Regions from separate parts of the Hordeum vulgare genome. Here region 1 is linked to region 2. The links are chromatin contacts, called in public Hi-C maps. All regions are on one chromosome and are shown on one strand. Each heading gives the region's core, a stretch centred on a gene start, on an enhancer-like site or on the middle of the called end of the contact. The rest is flanking DNA. Distances are from core to core; before and after follow the strand shown.

What was found. Hi-C and Micro-C count contacts between places; a contact is called where the count stands out from the background.
Region 1: a Hi-C map of leaf shows a contact between it and region 2, with 2.8 times the contacts expected there. The contact joins the promoter of LOC123445102 here to the promoter of LOC123445100 in region 2. A contact is called at or near these places in 3 of 6 Hi-C or Micro-C datasets (leaf and seedling).

The regions. Positions count from the first base shown.
Region 1 is chr3H:562,962,526-562,966,340 of MorexV3_pseudomolecules_assembly, reverse strand. LOC123445102 (CLP protease regulatory subunit CLPX1, mitochondrial-like) reads right to left here and starts at 1,567. Exons shown (of 15, transcript XM_045122034.1): 1 at 841-1,567. The coding sequence starts at 1,506.
Region 2 is chr3H:562,580,886-562,584,659 of MorexV3_pseudomolecules_assembly, reverse strand. LOC123445100 reads right to left here and starts at 1,683. Exons shown (of 6, transcript XM_045122032.1): 1 at 1,257-1,683; 2 at 591-666; 3 at 183-313; 4 at 4-74. The coding sequence starts at 1,625. LOC123445099 (PHD finger protein ALFIN-LIKE 6-like) reads right to left here. Exons shown (of 5, transcript XM_045122031.1): 4 at 3,570-3,699; 5 at 2,867-3,476. The coding sequence ends at 3,183.

The DNA of each region.
Region 1 (3,815 bases), core at 318-2,817, 380 kb before region 2:
GGATATTTCAATATGGACTAGATACGGACTAAAATGAGCGAACAAACACACTAAAATGCGTCTATATACATCCGAATCAGAAAAATGGCAGAACAAGTTATATTTGTGAACAGAGGGAGTATGGTATGTTGTGTTCTGAAAAAACATATTCTATGTTGGAAAAGAAAACACAAGGTAATACTTGTTGCATTTTACTCCTTTCAATTAGTGAAAAAAAATAGATATCCAGTAAACCTGCGACAGGATGCATCACAGTTTCTTCCAAATACATACACAGAAGGATCATATCAAATCTGTACAAATTTTATCATTGGCACAAGGAACTCTTGCCTAATTTAGTTCACAGCATATCCCCACACCCACATGTAGTACAATATGATAAAATGTAGTACGTGCATGCCATTATTCTGTAATCAGCAGCATTGATGATCATATAGAATTTACTCAGCCATGATTTCTCAATCTTGAATCACCAGAACCCAATTCTACATTTCGACCAGAAACACACAGTCTTAGTCGTCCATCAAACAAACCAAAAATTCGGAGAACCCCCATTGAGCAAGCAACCACATAAATGTGCAGAAAATTTTAATTGGAGGCACAGTCAGCAAGTACTTCAAACCAGGTGCATTTCTGCGTTGCCCCAGCAACCAGCCGTACGCTATTTCATTCAATTATGTCAACGTCCTAGGACGATTCATGCTAAAACCCAAAATTCACCTACCGATGCCAAGCTACCAGTGAACCGTGCAAGTCCAGCATACTACATTGCATGGCGTACGCAAGCAAATCACAACGATCGCACCATTTTGGACCAGAATTGGGGACAGATGGCTGTACCTTTTTAGCCTTGCCCTGCCCGATGACGAACTCGTCGAGTCTCCGGCACATCTCCCGCGGCGTCGGGAGTTCCTCCCCCAGGGTGGCGCCTCCCCACCACTCCCTCTTGGGCGCCGCGCTCGTTCCCTCCCCGCCCGAGGAGTCCCCTCCATTACCGTTGCCGCCACCGCCACCGCCTCCTTCATCCCTCCCTCTTCTCCTCCCCTGTTTACGTCGCGTTGGGGGGACCTGCGGCATCTGCATCGGGGGAGCCTGCGGCGGCATCTGAGTCCAGTCGTCCGGAGGGCGCTCCGCAATCCACCGCTTGATCCGAGAGAGGTCGCCCCTGTGCGCATCCTCGCCGTCGTCGGCCCCGACGCCGCTGGGGATCTCGAGGAACGCGCCCCGCATGGGGTCGATCCGATGGGCGCGGAACAGGAAGGCCCCACGGCACGCGGGGCAGACGCTGGCCCCGTCGTGGTGGTGCGGGCGGGCGCCCGCGGCCTCGGCGCTGCAGGAGGCCGCGGGCGGCGGGAGGGGCTGCAGGGAGAACTGGACGGAGATGTTGGCGGTGCAGCGCGGGCAATTGGCGTCGGCGTGGATCCGCGGCCCGCCGGAGCATCGCCGTACGGCGGCGGAGGCGAGCGGCGCCGCCGCCTCCCGGAGCTTGGAGATGGTCCGGAGCATGGCGATGCGCCCGCCGATGGGGTGAAGATGGGGGGGGTGGAAGGAGATAGGGGGGAGTGGGGAGGGAAGGGAAGTGGGTGAAGAAGTTTCCGTTTTTTATGCGGTGCGGGAAGTGAGATTTGATCGGGCGGATCCGGGCCGTCGGATCGGGGATGGCCTTCTCCTGCGGCCCGGAGCGGTTAACGGCCGCGGGGTGGGTGGGTGGATAGGGGGGGCGGGGGAGGCCGACCTGCGGGCCACCCACGGTTTAGGGGCGGCCATGTGGGGCACGTGGGGGCCCCTAGCGTAGCGTGCACCAAGTGCGGAGGGGTTTCTCCACAAAAAAAGAAAAAGAAAAAAAGACAAGCGCGGAGGGAACCTTATCTGTGGGCCCGGGTGGCATGGCCTACGTGCTTTGTTTGGATGGTTGCGTGTTATCGGAGTGTTCCTCGGGATCATCTTTGGGAGACGTGACGGCAAGAAAGAAGAGCCATGCTCTTTACGTTTGCCGGGGAGCTTGCGCACGGACGCATGGCGGCAGGCTGAGCAGGCAGGCGGCCGGGTAGTACCTGCGCTAGTGCATGCAGTTGCATCGCATGATCGCGCGCTTGATTATCGGGGTGGTTACCGGGCGCGCTATGCGTGTACGGTGGGCTTGCTCGGTCGATCGCCTCGGCCGGCCGGCCGGCCGCCGGCCTACGGTGCCGGGGAGCGGACAGAGGAACGCGTGGTAACTATTTTGTGCACGATGTCAAACGTCGAGGGGATGAGTAGTACGAACCAAGAAGCATAATCCCCGGGCGGCACAACCATCGGTGGATGCATAGCTGACCAGTATATTCCCCCCTGCTCTTGTTTATTCTCGGGCTGTTGGTTGTCACATGGGAGCACGTGACTTGAAAAATTGGATCGATCGGACTTGCGGGGAAGCCGACTGCACTCTCACCGTTGCTCCATTTCTCTTTTTGGCCGTCTTTGTTAGGTCCTCAATTTTCTTTTGTCACTAGTAAAAATGTTCGTACGTTGCAACGGGAAAAGAGTTTCATAATTTTTAGTGTTCGTAATCACATTTTGCTGCATCACGGGGGTATACTATCACTATTATAAAAGTAGAAAATGTTAGCACAACACTGAAATTTGAAAGTGTTTAACGCAAGTAAAATTTTGTAACATAACAAAGGAATTTTCAATCAGTTGATCTGTACGTCAAAAATTGTCGGCGCCACCACATAACAATAACCACATTGCTTTGAACGCCAAAGATTTTTTATTGTAGTACAACACTTGATTTATTTATTAACAAACCTAACATTTTTATTGCATGCCAACAATTTCAATTACCTCTAGTGGCTATAGCTTTGCATCAGAAACGTAGGAAGATCCGAGGTGGCAACGTATGTGCTTCGGCCTTCATCCACGACGATGCGGCTCTCCAAACTCTCCTCCATGGCAGTCTCTCTCCCTTTCGGCAGCGCCGCTCGTCCATCGGACCCTCGCCTCCGTTGCATGGTGCGGGAGAACTTAAACCCGCCTCGCCTCCTCTCTTTTACTTCTTGAATCCCGCCTTGTTCATATGCATGTGCGGTTCTGGCGCCTATTTGCCTTGTCCCTCGTTTATATATATGCCTTCAGCGGAGGTAATTCTTTCCTGATATTTGTAATCAAATAGGACCCACTACACTTTGCTTACTGAACCTCAAGGGGGTTTATTGATTTCAAATGAAAGACATATATAAATTGGTCAGTTAAGGTTTAAGAAAGCAAGGGGGAACTATTTAATAGACAAACGAATCAGAGCTTGGACACACAACCTGGCGCTTGCTCGGTGGTAGCTGTTGCTCGTAGCAGAGCCTAGGTTAAAAGTTTGATCCCCTTGTCCCACACCTGACGGACAAAGGACTTTTGACGTACGAAAGAAAGGAAGACAAACGTACATAAACAGGAGGAAGAACGTTCATCTATTTAATAGTAGGTATAAACATGTGAAACTTAGAACAAATGCGTAGCTTCACTGCAAAGTGTTATTTCAGAATCTTGCTTCCAACTGTTTGAATAGAAGAGAAGAATTGCTTGGTTCTTCTCCATCAGAAACATGCTTGGTATGCCTTAGAGAACAAGCCTCTATATTATTTTATATGAAGATATATTGTGTGCACAATAAAAGACCAAATTACGTGTAGTAGATCGGACATATCATGCCAAATATTTTCTTCTTTCTCGAGCCGGAGTAGTTTTGGGGGACTGGCTTTAAGCTTTCCAATACTCCTTTTATCTCCTCTTTGTCCTATACAAAGATGGATCAAGAAATCAAAATCAATTGAAATTGGAGA
Region 2 (3,774 bases), core at 434-2,933:
TACCCTAGAACTTTCGCTGCCTCTGATACAGAACCTTCAACAGCAAATAGAAGATCTAATAAAGCTTGCATTCCCTGCTCACCAAAAGAAGAGAACATTGGGAACGGAGGCATTCAAATTGGCACCACTGAGCATGCGATAAAAACACACCCAGCATATTTAAGGTAAGAAGAGAAGCATACTGGTGAAAATTTTGGGTTATTTGGGCCAATTTGATTGCCAACGTCCTTTGATCGAATAGTAGACTTCAGTGGCAATATCTGAAGAAGTTCAACTGGAGGAGTGTAGTTATCAAGGTTTATCGGCCTCCTGACTGATAAGATGTGAACGACCAAAATGTTACTAACATGGAAATTGAAAATGAATGATGTAAACATAACCCGACCATTCTTGCTTGGTGTAAATTATAAGTGCATGGTGATCAAGATAAAACAATTATTGAAACAAGGTTGCCGCCTTGGGGTTATTTGCAACTAACATTACAAGTTCTGAGCCATTTAGATCATAAAGTCGTGGTATTGAGTATGCATGATATTACTTAAACATTTACTGAGCTAAAACATGCATAACTTGAAGCACAACAGATTTACCTTTGAGAGCAATCAGGGTCCGAAGCCGAGATAAAGCAGATGATCGATTCTTATGTTGTGACCTATCCTCCACAGCCTGTGGGGAAGCATGGTAAGATAAACTATCACGCAAAGGAGTGGAGAAAGAGCTAGTTCTACCACATAAGATGGCTGACATGAAGGAAAAATATATATTAAGAATCAGATATTTGGTTGGTTTGAATTTTGAAGTTCAATGTGATGACCGTATGAATTCAGCGGGGAACCGATCAAACACGAACATGGCAAGCATCGCATGGAATGTTCATTTAAGACGGTTAGTGCAAGATGTTGTTTGGGTTCAAAGACATCGATGAAGGTTGCGGCGGTACTAACTGAAACAATGATAGATTGATCTTTGTTAGTACAGCAATAAAAATTTCTGCCCGCCATGATGGGTACATATATTGTTGGTTGATGCTGTGGACACACTATTAACCGTTATGTTAATTGACTTCAAGCATGAATCTCTCAATTAGGCAATGCGCCTCCAAAGCTCTACTGGCAATGGTGTGAATGTTATACAAAGTGCCAAGCATTTGAGATGAGAGCCAACATCCGTCAAGCACTGGACTGGACATCACGGCTAAATTAACCACTCTGTTTTGGGCAGCAAACTCGCAGCCCAACTGGACAATGAATACTGACCTGAGCGACGATGCCGGTGGGATGGTGGCGGAGCCGGACGGCGGACTCGCGCTTGTTGCGGTGCTGGCCGCCGGGGCCGGAGGACTTGAACGTGCCCATGTCGCACTGCGCCATGAGCTCGTCGTCGGTCATCCCCAGGTAGTTCTCGTACCCTCCCTTGTCATCCTCCCCCTCTCCGGCGTCACCGCCGCTGGGGCCGTGGGAGCTGGTGGACGCGGCGGAGGCAGAGAAGGAGAGCGAGGGGAAGCGGAGCTGGGGGGCGGCGGCGTTGCTGCGGAGCCTCAGGTGGAGGCGCGGGGCGGCGGACGGGGAGTGGAGAGGGGAGCAGCAGCGGGCGGCTGTCCGGAGGAGGAGGGCCCGCGCGGCCATCGCGCCACCGGAGCGGCGGAGGAGAGGAAGGAAGGAAGATGGGTTGGATGCGGCGGCGCGGATTTTGGGTCGTCTACGGCCGGACGGGATTTCTTTGGTGGGTTTAGTTTCGGCCGAGTTTCGCCAATTGGTGGGCTTCGCCGTGCGGCCCGTTCGCGCCGTCAGGCCCAGACTTGTGAGGAGGGATCCTGTAATTCGGTGCTGTTTTGCAACACAAGCAAAGAGAGACAGCAGGGGGGAAAAAAGATCACCCAACTTCTTTATCTTTACTTCTTTATCTTTACCTACTAATAAAGCAAATAGTGCTTCTTCCATACGTCATCCAAATTGCTCTTAAAATTAACTAAAATTACCCACCAATGCCACCTATAAGTCATAAAAAACGTTTTAAATAGGAAAATATCCGGCATGGGCCGGCTTATGTAGGCACCTCCTATATTACGGTCTGGGCGTTGGAAAAAGATGCAGCACTTCTGTTTGGGCCGGCCCATGCGTGGGCGCCTGTTTTTTTAGTTTAGTTTTTTTATTTTTCTTTTCAGTTCCATTTTGTTTTTGTATTTTAAATAATTTAGAACTTCAAACAACTTTTTTCAATTTTAAGAAACTGAGAATATCGAAATAAAATATTCAAAAAACCATTCTTTTTTGAGAATTCAAAAACTACTCAGGAGTTTTGAAAAATGTTTGCATATAAAAAATATTTAAACTTTGAGAAAATGTCCACAAAATAAAAATTCAACGATTTTAAACAAAAGTCCGTGTAAAAATTATAAAAACAGTTCGTGCCTCTGTTTTTAGTCTCATTTTTTATTTTCATTTTTCTGTTCCATTTTTTAGTTTAAATAATTTAGAACTTTGAAAAACTTTTGCAATTTATAAAACTGGGAATTTTGAAATAAAAGTTTGAACAAAAAAAAATTGTGAATTCAAAAAATGCTCAGGATTTTTGTAAAAATATTCGCATATTCAAAAATATGTTCATAATTTTGAGAACAGTGTTGGTGAAAACAATAAAAGTCCAGGATTTTGAAAAAAAGTTTGTGTGTTATTTTTTGAGTGCAATTGAAAAAAATGTTTGCTAATTCAAAAAATGTTCATGCATTTCCAGAAATGTCCTAAAATTTTAAAGACATAATATGATCAGCACCATTGGAGATTATAATTGTTCTTCTCCCGTTGCAACGCACGGGTCCTTTTGCTAGTGGTCAAAAACATGTGTTCCATTAACTGAGAAAGACAGCTTCAAGCAACCGAGGATCAGCACAAATTCCAGTACGAATGATGGCAACAGAGTCAGGAACTACAAAGGATCCACGAATAATGAAGAAGAAATGGTCAGTTGGCAGTCGACAAAGTTTACAGGCTAGAAATTAACAAAGGCTGGTTGATGTCAACACACACACGAAAATCTCAAGGTTTTTCTTAAAACATGATGAAGCACGCTTACAGACTAGTAGGAAGGAAACTAAGCCATGAATAAATGATATCTAGAGGCTGAGCGAAGATGCTTGGTTTTCCTCGCAGCAAGCGCAGCTTTCCCCCCGGCGCCCACCCCGCTCATGTCTTGACCCTCTTGTTGCTGTTGGAGCCGCCGTTGGTGCACTCCGGGCACCGGTAGTGCTTGATGTGCTCCGCCCGGGCGGGCGTGATCTTGACGCACTTGCCGTGGTACCACTTCTCGCAGTTGTCGCAGCAGATCCAGAACTCGTCCTTGCCGTCATTGGTGCCGCAAGTCCCGCAAAGAGTGTTGTCGTGCTCCTCCTCCTCGTCGTCGCCCTCGTCCTCGCCGCTCTCCTCCTCGTCCTTGGGGGCCGGCACCTTCGCCTTTGCACGGGGCTCGGCTCTCGACAGCTGCACCCAGCAAGCATAAGCAAGACTGGATCAGCGGCGATTCCACAACACCATCATCCATGGCAGCAACAAAAAAGGCGATGTTGCACTTACCACTTTCATACTGGGCTTGCTGCTCTTGCTACTGCTGTTCGGAGTCTTCTCCTTTGACTGCTTCTTGGCAATTCCTGTCACTACCTCGTATATAGTGGGCAAGTTGTTTATCATGTTGAACAGTCGCCTCCTGCACATGAAAATAATAAAGTAGCATCAAAATGTAACACTGGAATTTTGAAGGTAAACCCAAACTTGACTTGGG